Regions from separate parts of the Mus musculus genome. Here region 2 is linked to region 1. Evidence: chromatin contacts called from public Hi-C data. All regions are on one chromosome and are shown on one strand. Each heading gives the region's core, a stretch centred on a gene start, on an enhancer-like site or on the middle of the called end of the contact. The rest is flanking DNA. Distances are from core to core; before and after follow the strand shown.

Evidence for each region. Hi-C and Micro-C count contacts between places; a contact is called where the count stands out from the background.
Region 2: a Hi-C map of CD8 T cells shows a contact between it and region 1, with 13 times the contacts expected there. The contact joins the promoter of Npm1 here to the promoter of Ppp4r3b in region 1. A contact is called at or near these places in 2 of 484 Hi-C or Micro-C datasets (B cells and CD8 T cells).

The regions. Positions count from the first base shown.
Region 1 is chr11:29,168,184-29,174,346 of GRCm38.p6, forward strand. Ppp4r3b (protein phosphatase 4 regulatory subunit 3B) reads left to right here and starts at 4,793. Exons shown (of 16, transcript NM_134034.3): 1 at 4,793-5,264. The coding sequence starts at 5,123.
Region 2 is chr11:33,159,724-33,166,292 of GRCm38.p6, forward strand. Npm1 (nucleophosmin 1) reads right to left here and starts at 3,483. Exons shown (of 11, transcript NM_008722.3): 1 at 3,199-3,483; 2 at 1,825-1,904; 3 at 1,383-1,502; 4 at 1,105-1,198; 5 at 611-717; 6 at 211-272. The coding sequence starts at 3,256.

The DNA of each region.
Region 1 (6,163 bases), core at 3,543-6,042:
TCATAAACTAGAAAGTGATACTAAAGAACACAAAGCATAAAATATGTAGGTAATTATCATAACATATAAAATAACAAAAATATTGAGGGGAACACATATCACCAGTTCCCAGAGAAGTAACTTAAAAAATTCAATGTATACAATGTCCATAATTTGGCAAATATCAGTCAAAAATTAGAAATGGGCTGGAGAGACGGCTCAGCAGTTAGGACTGGGTTCCCAGCACCCACATGATGGCTTACAGGGCTAGCTTATATCAACCACCAGTAAACTACAGTTCCAAGAGATCCGACAACCTCTTCTGCCCTCAGCAGGATCCTGAATGCACATGATATATATATTTATATATATTAGAAGTATTAGAAATATATGTATGCATATATATACATATATATTAGCTAAGTATTAGAAACATAACACTATGTCAAAGTCAGGAACAAAACAAGCACCACTATTATTCAACACTTCTGGTGGTTATGAAATTAAAAGGTGTATCAGAGAAAAACAAAAACACTTTGAGATGACCACCTAAACCACTTAACAAAACAAGTATGATTCACAAGTGAGCACATCAGAGGAACTAGCTCTCTTCCTCAGGAGTCCAAGCTGCTATGTGGAGAACTCGTTTCCACTTTTCTCAGCAAAACTTTTCCAGGCCTTGAAGAGCTAAACCTGCAATGACTTTGTCCTATGCCTGTAGTCTATTTTATGGTTAAATACCTGCTCCCAAAGAGTGCAAGTGAAGTCTACGAAGCCTCTTAGCTGCACACTGAAAATCTAATTCCAGGTGTAATGTGACTTCCCAACTCAACATTCTGGCTGATTTTAGGTCCTTTGGTGTGTAATCTTCCAAGCAGTTCCCATAGATTTAAACCTAGTTACCATGGTTTCAGAGCTAGAGAGAAAATAAATAAGTAGTAAAGGAAAGAAAGTGCTTGCTTTTATAAGGATTCATGAGCTGCATCTACAAGGTCTGAGGGTCCAAAAGTCTACAATCCCAAAATCACTAAGGGGCTCTCAACCACATTTTAAGGCTTCGGTTTTCCCAACAAAAGCCTTGGTTACATAGCCAAGACTAGCCTGAGCATTCAGATATCTTTAAAATATAAAATGGAGCTCCACGTACCTCAAGTCCTATATCTACCCTTAAAATTGCAAGAAATAAGCTCAAGTCTATCACTTGGGACCTAGATTTAGTCTCTGAAATATCCTAAATACCTCAATTTCAGTCTCTAGTTATTTCCTCCATATTTTTTAGGTGCCTGAAATTTTGCACAGGCAACATGGTTATTGTCAGCAAAAAGAGGCCACATTGTGTCAGACACTAAAACCATTCCGCAAAAACAATCTTACTGCTTGTTTTCTTGCCTTAGTATACAACCTGTGATGGCCATTCATGGTTGTCAGCTTGACTAAATCTGGAATTAACTAAAACCCAAGCAATTGGATAGGTTCCTGTGCTGCTTTGAATGAAAATGGCCCCCATAGGCTAACAGGAAGTGGCACTATTTGAAAATAGTAGGACTTGTGCCCTTGTTGGAATATGTATGGCCTTGGGGTTAGGCTTTGGAGTTTCAAAAGCCCAACCTAGGCCCAGTGGCACATTCTCTCTCCCTGCTGCCTGTGAATCAAGATGTAGAACACTCAGCTACCTTTCCAGCACCATGTATACTTGTGTGCTGCCAGGCTTCTGCCATGTTGATAATAGACTGAACTTCTAAGCTGTAAGCCAGCCCCAATGAATGTTTTCCCCAATTATTGTTGTGGTGTTCGTGTTTCTTCACAGCAATAAAACTCCAACTAAGACAGTAACCTGGGTACACAGGGATTTTTTTTTCCTTAATGAAATTATTTGAAGTGGGAAGATCACCTTTAATTTGGGCCACACCTTGCCTGGCAGCTTATGTAAAGGACATGGAAGAAGGAAGTTTGCTCTCTTTACTTGTTCCTACTCTTGATCTCACTGGCAAGTCCATTCCTTCACTGGAGCCTACTTCTTCAGATTCTGCCATATACTGAAGACCAACAGAGTCATAGAGACATACAGCCTCATAGACTAAATTACTAGATTCTTGGACCTTCCATTCATAGAGAGCCATTGGACTAGCTAGACCATAGGCTGTAAGCCTTTCTATAAATACACACACACACACACACACACACACACACACACACACACACACACAATCATTCTCAGAGAAGGTCATCAGAGAACTGAAAGTGGTAACAATATACATACATACATACATATTATATACATGAATTCTACCAAACTCATATGGCTTAAGGGAGGGTTTTTTGTTTTTTGTTTTCTGCATTTTTTTTCCTCCTGCAAAAATACCTGTGTCAGGTAGGAGAAAGGGTTCTAATGTGCTTGCCGCCAAGACTGACAACCTGACTTTGACTTCTAGGACTGACTTCTACACTATGTTGTAGCACAGCCCCTCCCTTCACCAAATGAATAAATCTCATTTTTTAAAAGCTTCTATGGCAGTGATGAGATGTTTCAGCAGTTAAAGAATTCTGGTGGAGAACCCATCTGGCTATTCACAACTATAACTCTGGTTCTAGAGCATCCAAAACCTTCTGGTAACCACACACATACAAAAACACACGCAATAAAAATCTTTTTTAAAAATGTGTGGCATTTGTATTGTAATATAACTATATAAAGTATTATAGTAATATAATCCAAAAATGATACAAATTATTCTGCAGGACCTTATAGGTTATAAGCAAAACATATGCCATTTTATATGAAAGACTTCATCATACAGATATTGGGATGGATTTGAGTCCTGGAAACAGTCATTTAAATCATCAAAAGACAACTACAGTATATTTACACACACATTTGCACATGCTAAACTATTTCTAAAACAAAATACAGCATAAAACCTAGTGGAAAGAAAACAATGTTCAAAAATTACTTAACATTTTTAGATGATGATAGCAGCATTAAATCAAATGTACAAATGTATAGGACACACACCAAGGAACTGCCCCCAGTCTAACCTCACACACAGTGAGAATGAGAGGGGATCTAGTGGGGAGTGATATAGTCACTGTTTTCTGGAGAATAGCGGGAAGCGGGAGCTGAAGAGACTTACCTTGCATTGCAGAAGTTCTTTGCCATTTTAATTTTTTCACATATAAAGGTATTACTTGTAAAGATCAAGGACATCAGGGGCTCATTTGGGCTACAACCTTTTGGAGTTGTAGTTTCCTTGTAAAAGACTCTGGGGGAAGGTATGGCTATGGCACAGTGATGCTTCCAGACTACAGCATAAGCTGGATGGACCCTGACCAAAACATTCTACAGAGAATGCTCTGGGCACCTGAAATTTCTGTCCTAAAGGCTGAGTGGGCTTCCAGGATCTATCCAGTGCTCTTGCCAACGTTCTTTTCTCCTTTAGAGTGGGCAATGAAAAGGATGCTTAGACAAATCCTTGGGTGTCCTCTAACATTGGGCTAAAACACTGACTCTGGAAAGCTTTCTATGGCCTTCCCCAAACAAGTCATATTTTCCCTGGTTCAAAGTACATTTTGTCCATATCAGTCACAGATTATCAGGGACTTATGTATAGTGATTCACGTCCTTTTATCATAGGCAGAATCCTGTTACATACCATAGGCTGCAATTTCCATATGCAGTCGTTACAGGCAAATGACAGCAGACCAGGCTAATTTTCTTGGTCCCTCATACATTTAAAGAATCGCAATGATAGTTCAAATTTTGAAATCCTTTTCAATCAAGCGACTATGTACATAAGACACCCTTTTAAACATGAGTTGCCGCCTAACCTCGTCAAATCATAAGCACACTTTGACAAGCATGGTGATGACTACAACTCCCGAAATACACCGCGGGATCAACATGTGCACCTGCCCCGTGTTCACCTTTCAGGTTAGAGCCAAGAGTTGAGGGACCATATAAGAGAACGGAGAGGCGGCAGAACTACGCTGGGAGCGGATGCCTTCGGGCGAGCGTCACGCTCTGAGCGACGTTAACTTCACGCTGGAAACCGTTCTTGCGGCACATGAAGCTGAGAGCTCCCCGAGGATTGTGAGGCTGTACGCCTGTGCTTGCCTCGTCGCTGCCGCCGGTCTCTCTGAACCTTTTAATGGTCCGTGGTACCCGGCTAACGGAAGAACGCTTCGGCGGGAAATAGGAACTGTCAACGCGTTTGTGGAACATTAGATCGCCCACTGCTCATCGTGGCCATGGAACACCTTCCCGGCAGAAGCCTCGCAGATTCTATAACGGATTTTAGTGGGTGAAGGCTCGACCTCCCATCGTCTTCACGAATGACTCGAACACCCTCACCCCGTCTCAGTCCTTTTCGGGCTGTCAGCCTGAGTCCCTACACTTGGCTTCACTCTAGTCCTGTGCACGCATTCGGACTTCTCAGCCTGGCTCTGTTCTGCTGAGAGCAAGTCCAGAGTTGACAACCCGCCACATGACCAACATCAGCCCTACAAATCCCGAAGAACAACTCGGCAACTCCATCGCCAAGGCAACCTTCTACACACGCTTCCTCCCGGCGCAGGTAGAAAAGCTCGCGGGACTTCCCCGCCCAACTGAGATTCCCGAATCAGGAAGCGGGGCCGAAAGAGGAGGAAGTCCCTCCTTGGCCGGCTCACCTCGGCGGCGCACTCCTCGCGAGATCGCCGAGGTCTGACTCTCCGGAAGTGTGTTCGGAGGTAAAGGTACTGTGCGTTGGGCTCGTCGGCCGCCGTAGCCCCTGCTAGGGCAGCCCGTACGAACCTGCTGGAAGAGGAAGAGAAAGGCAGAGAGTCGGGTTACAAGATGGCGGATCTGTAGTAGTAACCGCGGCGGGCGGCGGCAGCGGGAGAGCGAGCGAGCTCCGGGACGCAAAAGGAAGGGAGAGTGGTTGTGCGCCGCGGTGAAGGGAGGGGTAGCGGAGACCACGAGCGGAGGGCTCTCGGTGGCTCTGGTCACCCCTTCTCGCGGCTAAACCTTTAGAGCCATGGTAAACTCGGGCCTCTCCAGAGTCGCTGCCACCACCGCCGCTGCCGCCACTACCGGCTCTCAAGAGTGAGGGATACCGGCGAGGTGAGCGAGGAGGTGGCGGCTGGAACGGTGGGGCCAGAAGCCACCATGTCGGATACACGGAGGCGAGTGAAGGTCTATACCCTTAACGAAGACCGGCAATGGGACGACCGAGGCACCGGGCACGTCTCCTCCACTTACGTAGAGGAGCTCAAGGGGATGTCGCTGCTGGTTCGTGCCGAGTCCGACGGTAAGGGTATTGGAACGGTGGGGTAGGGGATAGTGCATCGGTTGCGGCACAACCTGAGGGTTAAGCGCTGCGCTCCGGTACTGTATTCTGACTAGCACCACTAGGGACAGCGCATTGGTCTTGAGCCTGCCCTTCTTTACGATAAAAACAAACTGCTGGGCCTGGATTTACTCTCTGTCAGACGTGAACTCGCAGTTCTCCGCCTCCATCCCTATTGAGGATTTGACTCCTTCTCCCCCCCCCCCCACCCCCCCATCCCAACCCGGTAGTTGAGGTTTAGAATGTATGAGTGGGAAGTCAGTAGAAGACCAGGTAGGAATATCGCCCATGAGATGACCCCCGACTCCCGAGCCGCTTTAGGTACAGTCCTGTCGGTTGTACCTATGTAGCATAAAAGGTTTAGAGAAACTCTGCCTTAAAAACAAGTTTCAGTTGTTCCAATCGCCAGGTGCTGGGGAAAACTAAAACGGACTTTCTCTTGGAGTTACTACAGACTGTTGCCACGAAACACACAAGCACGTACATATTTATTGATTGATCCCTCCAAGGCTGCCGTTGTAGGGAGTGAAAAAGTGGGTTCCACAATCTCGGCAAGTTAGAAAACTAAAGCGGACTGTGAAGTTGTATTTGTTGATTGCAGAATTCATAGAAACCATTTTAATATTAAAAACTGACAGCCATAATAAAAAAGCTACTACTTATATATACTCAAGAGCTGCCCAACTGGAACAGCTAATGCATTCAAGAAATAAAAGAATAGCAATCTTAGATCATTTTGGGCAAATGTTGTACTAGTGCAGAGTCCCTCATTAGGAGTTAAGAGGCATTTATTTCTACATTATGAAGAGGAGGGTTTGTCAAAGGAAAAGGATAAATATCATTTGTATGGTAAGTCTCTC
Region 2 (6,569 bases), core at 2,233-4,732, 4.0 Mb after region 1:
ACACAGAGAAACCCTGTCTCAAAAAAATAAATTAATTCAACCCCCCCATCAATGTCCCACATACAATAAATAGCTTGTTTGTAAGGCAAACATGGAATCATAGGTCAAAATCTTTTACTTTCAAACATCAACCACTGGCAAGTCAATCCTCCTAAACCCTTACAAGTACCTGTAAGATCAAGTTTTTGAGATCATAGTACTTATACTTACTCCTCATCATCCTCATCGTCCTCATCATCGTCCTCATCATCTTCATCAAGTTTTACTTTTTTCTGAAAGAATAATATGCATCCATTAGCAAGAGAAATTTTGGTGATTAGCCAAAGTAAATGCCAGAAATTTTGTTTTTTTTTTTCGATACCAATGTTTCTCTGTGTAGCCCTGGGTGTCCTGGAACTCACTTTGTAGACCACCCCCAGCCAGAAATACTTTTTAAAACTCTTTCCTGGCACACACCTTTAACCCCAGTGCTCGGGAGGCAGAGGCAGGTGGATTTCTGAGTTCAAGGCCAGCCTGTTCTACAAAGTGAGTTCCAGGACACCCAGGGCTACACAGAGAAACCCTGTCTTGAAAAACAAAAAACAAACAAAAAGATCTTTCCTTTCTTTACCTGTGGAACCTTGTTACCACCTCCAGGAGCAGATCGCTTTCCAGACATGCCTAAGAGTTTTACGTCCTCCTCATCTTCATCTTCAGACTCTGCATCTTCCTCTACAGCTAAAATAGAATTAGACATACTAACTCGACAAGAACAAGTAACCCATAGCATTTTTAAGATTCCATTAAAGGTAGCAAATGAACAGAAAAGATTTACTGTATTTTAAAGACAGAAATCAGGTCTTTGTAGAACTACGACAGTCCAAATGGAAGTCTAGATTGAAAGATAGCCTCATTGGTCATAGGGTCCTGAATAGCTGAACCCAACCAAACACATTCGTCGTGTTAGATTGATCCCCAGAACTCATGTGATAGCAATTAAAGATGCTAGGGAAATTGTCTTGTCTGACCAGGACAAGCATTCCATGGCAGATGTGCAAAGATACAAATGTTTAAAATATTAAAAAAGCTAGCCTATATTGAAAACTATGACAAAAAAAAACCTACCTACTAGATGCTGTCCACTAATGTGCACAGGCCCTGAACCACACTTCAACCGTAAGACCACAGGTGGTGTAATTTCAAAGCCCCCTAGGGAAACCTAAAAATAAGAGTTTTACAACAGATATTACCAGCAAGTTCTACAATGAAATAAACCTATTTATAATAGCAGCAGAAATAATCTTGGTAAAAGATACGTCTTTGCAAAACCTAAATGACACTGACCCCAAATGACGCAAGAGACCTGAACCAACATGAAATCCAAAATTTAGAAATGTACTTACTGTTGGTTGTACAGACATTTTCAAAGTTGCCAGTGTTACTTTAATTGGACTGCCTTCATAGTTCATTGCTTCTGCCTCTACGATGTGTAACTCATCTTTTGCCCCTGCTCCTAAACTGACCTGTGAATAAAAATGTTTCAAAGAAACTTTTAAAGTGGCTTTTCACCACTACTGACGAAAAGAAAACTAGTCATCTCACCATTAGAATTAGAATTGAAGCGTTTCACAACAGAATTACCATATACACAACTGTTCCTTTAAATGAATAAAGCTGGCAGATTAAAAACAAGCACTGTTCTACAAAGCACCTATCTAGCACCTTGGAGTGACCAAGCTATACAAAATTACAAGTGACAAAGATCCCCTATCTTTTCTGGGATTAAACTCCTAGTTCATCAGTAGGAAATGTCTGAAATGTTTTTAAGTTTCAGAGCTTACATACCGTTCTTAATGACAACTGGTGCTCATTTTCATCATTATCCACTTTAAAGTGATAGTCTTTGTCAGCCTTTAGTTCACAGCCTGTATGTAAGACAAAAACAAGAAAGCAAACCTAGCAATGATACTTACATCAAAACCCAAAGCCTAAAGTTCTGTGAAATCAACTCAAATGAAACATTAAAAAAAAAAATCTTTAATTTTCTCATAGTACTAACTACATTGAGGCAACATTGCTGGTTTCCACAGTAGACTTAATGAGTCTCTTTAAAGTAGTATGGTGAAATCGGTATAAACACTACTAGAATTAATGAACGAGTGGCAGAGTTCACTGTTCCTTTAATCTCAGGACTGTTAAAAAGCTAAAACGTGAATCACTGAAAAACAAACTGATTCTTTTAAACAAAAACTGGGTGTAGGGTAGGCAGCAAGACTATAGATGTGATCCCCAAAAGCCTTGATGCTAAAGCGAATCTTGTCTGTTCAACAGATCCTTCCCTCTCCCCACCCCAAGAAAAAGTAGTTCTAGATAGAGCCAGGTAGATGATTTAAGGGTACTCCTAACATTAAGCCACGTGGGCCATCAGTACAGCTATCTGCAACGTGATGCTGACTCCGCCTACCAGAGGCAAATTAAAAAGGGGGGGCTCCATCACTGTGGATACTGAAAGATATGAACAAAGATCTCAAAAACCCATACGCCACGGGCTATGAAATAAACATTTCCCTCCCAGAACTTTTAACTAAGCCACAAGATCCCACGGCTGAAGGTTGGCTAGAGTCGGAGAGCCCGGATGTAGAGCCCACACCCCCTCCCTAACCCCCAACCACGTGGCAACCACGTGCTCCTAGGGGTTGCTGCCCCTTCTGCCTCAGGGCGCCTGCTCGGACCATTCCCCGTTACTGGGCGAAGCCCTCGGTCGCCACAGAATACAAGATGCGGCCCCTGGAAAGCCCAGCGCCTGCAGATGTATCCTCCCCAACAGGGCGGAGGTAGGCCTCGCCTCGCTCCACAGGCCCCTTTCTCCCGTGCCGCCTGCCGTGGCTCAACACAAGAGGAAAAAAAGGAGCTCGGAAGCGACCGTGCGGGCTTTCGTGCACAGGAGAAACGCCTCTCAAGTTCGCGCCACAGGCAAGGTCGCACCCTCGCCGGCCGGCCGGCCGCTCCTAACACCCGAGGCTACAGGCTGGGCCGCTCCCGCCCCATTTTCCGGCGGCTTTCCTAGTGTTCAGGCCGCTGCTTCTAAGGCCTGGGAGATTCCTCCTTGCTCTCCGGCCTCCACCTACGCCGCGTTCCCCACACGCCAGGCCTCGGCTGGGCTCCCGCCCCCCCCCCCATCACCAGGCCCTGCACACGCTTCCCCCTCCAGTCAGTTACCGAAAAGGTAGTTCTGAGGCCTAAGAGGACTCATGTCCATATCCATCGAGTCTTCCATGAGGTGGAGGCGCGCACTTCGGTGTGGGAGAAGCCGGACGGAAAACAACTGCCTCCTGTTCCACAGAACAGACGCGCAGGACGGAATCACGCCAAGGAAAGGACGCGGGCTCTCCGCACGTATATATGGTCGCAGGAGATCTCGCGAGATCTGCGCTAGTCCTGCCTCCGCGAGCCTCCTCTGGATCCCTCCCACTCCCCGCACAGTCGCGCTTTTGCGCGTGCGCCTTTCATCCTCACGCCTAGGTACCTCGCCCCCCTCCTCCTCCAGGTGCTTGGCGGGCTCTCACTGCGCACGCGCGTTCGTCTCTGGCCCCGTCCCTCCACTACTGTCGCCCAAGCGCAGGCGCGTTTTCTCTTTGTGGCCTCGCTCTGGGTTTTCAGGGCTTCCACGTCTTCTCCGCTCGTGCTCGCGGGCCCAGGGCCGAGAGCGTGCGCAGCCCACCCTGAAAGATGGCGGCTGCAGCCAGGGAACCACAGAGCGTCTCTTTTCTCCACCCTCCGTTCCCCGTAGGCCTGGAACAAGCATAATCACCTCAGGATTTGGCTTGCTCGAAGGCTTGCTCTTCGTTTTCACGTAGCTTCAGGAGCCCAGGGCGGAGTGGCTGGATCTAGGCTACTTTCCCCGCAGCCATGCTTTTGCACCTCTTTTCTGAGGCAGCATTTTCAAAACGAAAATTATCAGCTTTATGTCATTTGGGGACCAAAGAGAAACCCAGTCAGTCGCCTCCAAAGAGCATCTTTCTAAAACTTTAGAGCGTGCAGAACTGAGAAAACGCAGGCCGTCTTCATCATTCCAAATGAAGGCCTATCGCTTTTTTAGAAATTCATGAGCCTTAATACGAATCTTCGGCTGGGAATTAGCGCTTTAAAATGAATCCTGACGAACATCCCTCAGCGTTGGGTGCTTTCTGACAGCGGCCCTAATCTTTTTATCTCAACATGGAGCTAGCATATTTAAGAATTTGGGGGAGGAATGTAGATAATGGTACCAATGTTTGTAGACTCCAGAGACGTGTCAGATATAAATGCATGTGAGCCCATTACGTATCAAATCCTAAATTCGGAGATATCTGTCAATATGTGAATTTCAGTTTGCAACTATAAGGAAAAAATCATGAAACTTGGAAGAATTGTGTGTGTAAATAAACAGAGAAAAAAAAAAAAAAAGTCGGGCGTGGTGGCGCACGCCTTTAATCCCAGTTTGCGGGAGGCAGAGGCAGGCGGATTTCTGAGTTCGAGGCCAACCTGGTCTACAGAGTGAGTTCCAGGATAGCCAGGGCTATACAGAGAAACCCTGTCTCGAAAAACCAAAATAATAATAATAATAAAATAAACAGAGATAGACTGGGTATAGTGTGGGAAAGAACGGGTGAACAGAATTTGACCATCCAAACTGAGAAGGTGCAGGAGGAAGCATTGATACCCCTTGAGCCTGTGCAAGCCAGACAGTTTGATTGTTTCTGGATTCTGAAGCTTATTTAAATGCAGCTCATGCTGGTTTAATCCCAGCACTCTGGAGGCACAGGCAAGTGGATCAGGAGTTCAAGACCAGTGGTCTACAGAGCAAGTTCCAGGATAGGCAGGACTACACAGAGACTCAGTTCTTCCTGCCTCCCCGAAACTTTAGGTGCCTTAGTTGTCACTGAATGATGCCACATGCTTAGGTACAATGAGTAAGAGCTGTGTATATTACCTTACAACAAAATACTATCTTTTTTTTTTTTTTATTCCATGCTTTTATTAGTTTTTAGCATGCTTTAAAACATAAAAACAGAATCCTATGGCCAATGCCCAGCTTCAACAGTTGTCTCCACACACACACAGCATGCTATTTAATACACATCTTCCCATCTGCATATTTGGGTGTGGGCACGAATCATCCTGGAATTAGCTGATCTCTTGTGGATACCAAGTGACAACTATACAACTGTATTTCATACTACACCACATGACTACAGATATATGAGAAGAAATGTCCAGACTCACATTGATTAGGCCATTCAATGCATTATACATATTCCCAAGTACGCCATACATCATAAATAGATAGATACACTTTACATCAATTAAAAATAAACTGAAAAGAGAAATACCCCATGAGCTTCTGGGTATATCTGTAGACAGTAGCCAAGAAGGTATCCTATAAGAGAAACTTAGATAAAGTTTCTCTTAGATAAAGATATAGGAAAAGAAAGCCATTTGAGAAATCTCCATTTCAAGATCCTGCTGTGGTGGTTGTAGCACACACCTTTAATCCCAGTACTCGGGAGGCAGAGGCAGGCAGATTTCTGAGTTCAAGGACAGCCGGGTCTACAGAGTGAGTTCCAGGACAGCCAGGGCTACACAGAGAAACCCTGTCTCGAAAAAAACAAACCAAAACAAAACAAAAAACAAACATCTCGTCCTGGAAGCTTAATTGTGTCTAACAGTATACCATTTTGATGGACCGTACTTTTTTTTTTAAGATTTATTTATTATTTATATGTAAGTACACTGTAGCTGTCTTCAGACACACCAGTAGAAGGTGTCAGATGTCATTACAGATGGTTGTAAGCCACCATGTGGTTGCTGGGATTTGAACTCAGGACCTTCATAAGATCAGTCAGTGCTCTTAACCACTGAAGCATCTCTCCAGCCCCGGACCATACTTTTAATGTCGCAGCCCACATACCTGCGCTTAACCAAAAAAAACAAAAACAAAAAAAAAGTGTCTTAAATAAACAAACAGGCCAGGCAGTGGTGGCACACGCCTTTAATCCTAGCACTTGGGAGGCAGAGGCAGGCGGATTTCTGAGTTCAAGGCCAGCCTGGTCTACAGAGTGAGTTCCAGGACAGCCAGGGCTATATAGAGAAACCCTGTATTGAAAAACAAAAACAAAACCTTTTCTTTCAATAGTTTAAAGTTACTATATTATCTCCAGAGTTTGTATGGGGGTGGTTGTTGTTGTTGTTGTTTTCAAGCAGGAAGTTTGATTTGGAGGTTTTGCTTGTGGTTTGCTTTGGTTTTGATTCATTTTTTCCTGCAGTGAGTATTAATCCCAGGACCCTGAGTGTTGGACAAGCACTGCTCTACCATTGACCCACATCTCCAGCCTGCATTTCTATATTTGTTCTCTCTGCAATGTGTCCTTCTTGCCCTCCTCCATGGCTATTGAGACAGGTATCCATATGTAGTACTGTGAGACCCCGATTTAAAGTGTTTCTCCCTGAAAGGTAAAGCCCCTAAAACATTCCCCCAAGCTTGTTTTCCCTGATCTCTAAAAATACAGTCAGAAAGAAGCTCTTTGTTCTCTATAGCCAGCAAAAAACTT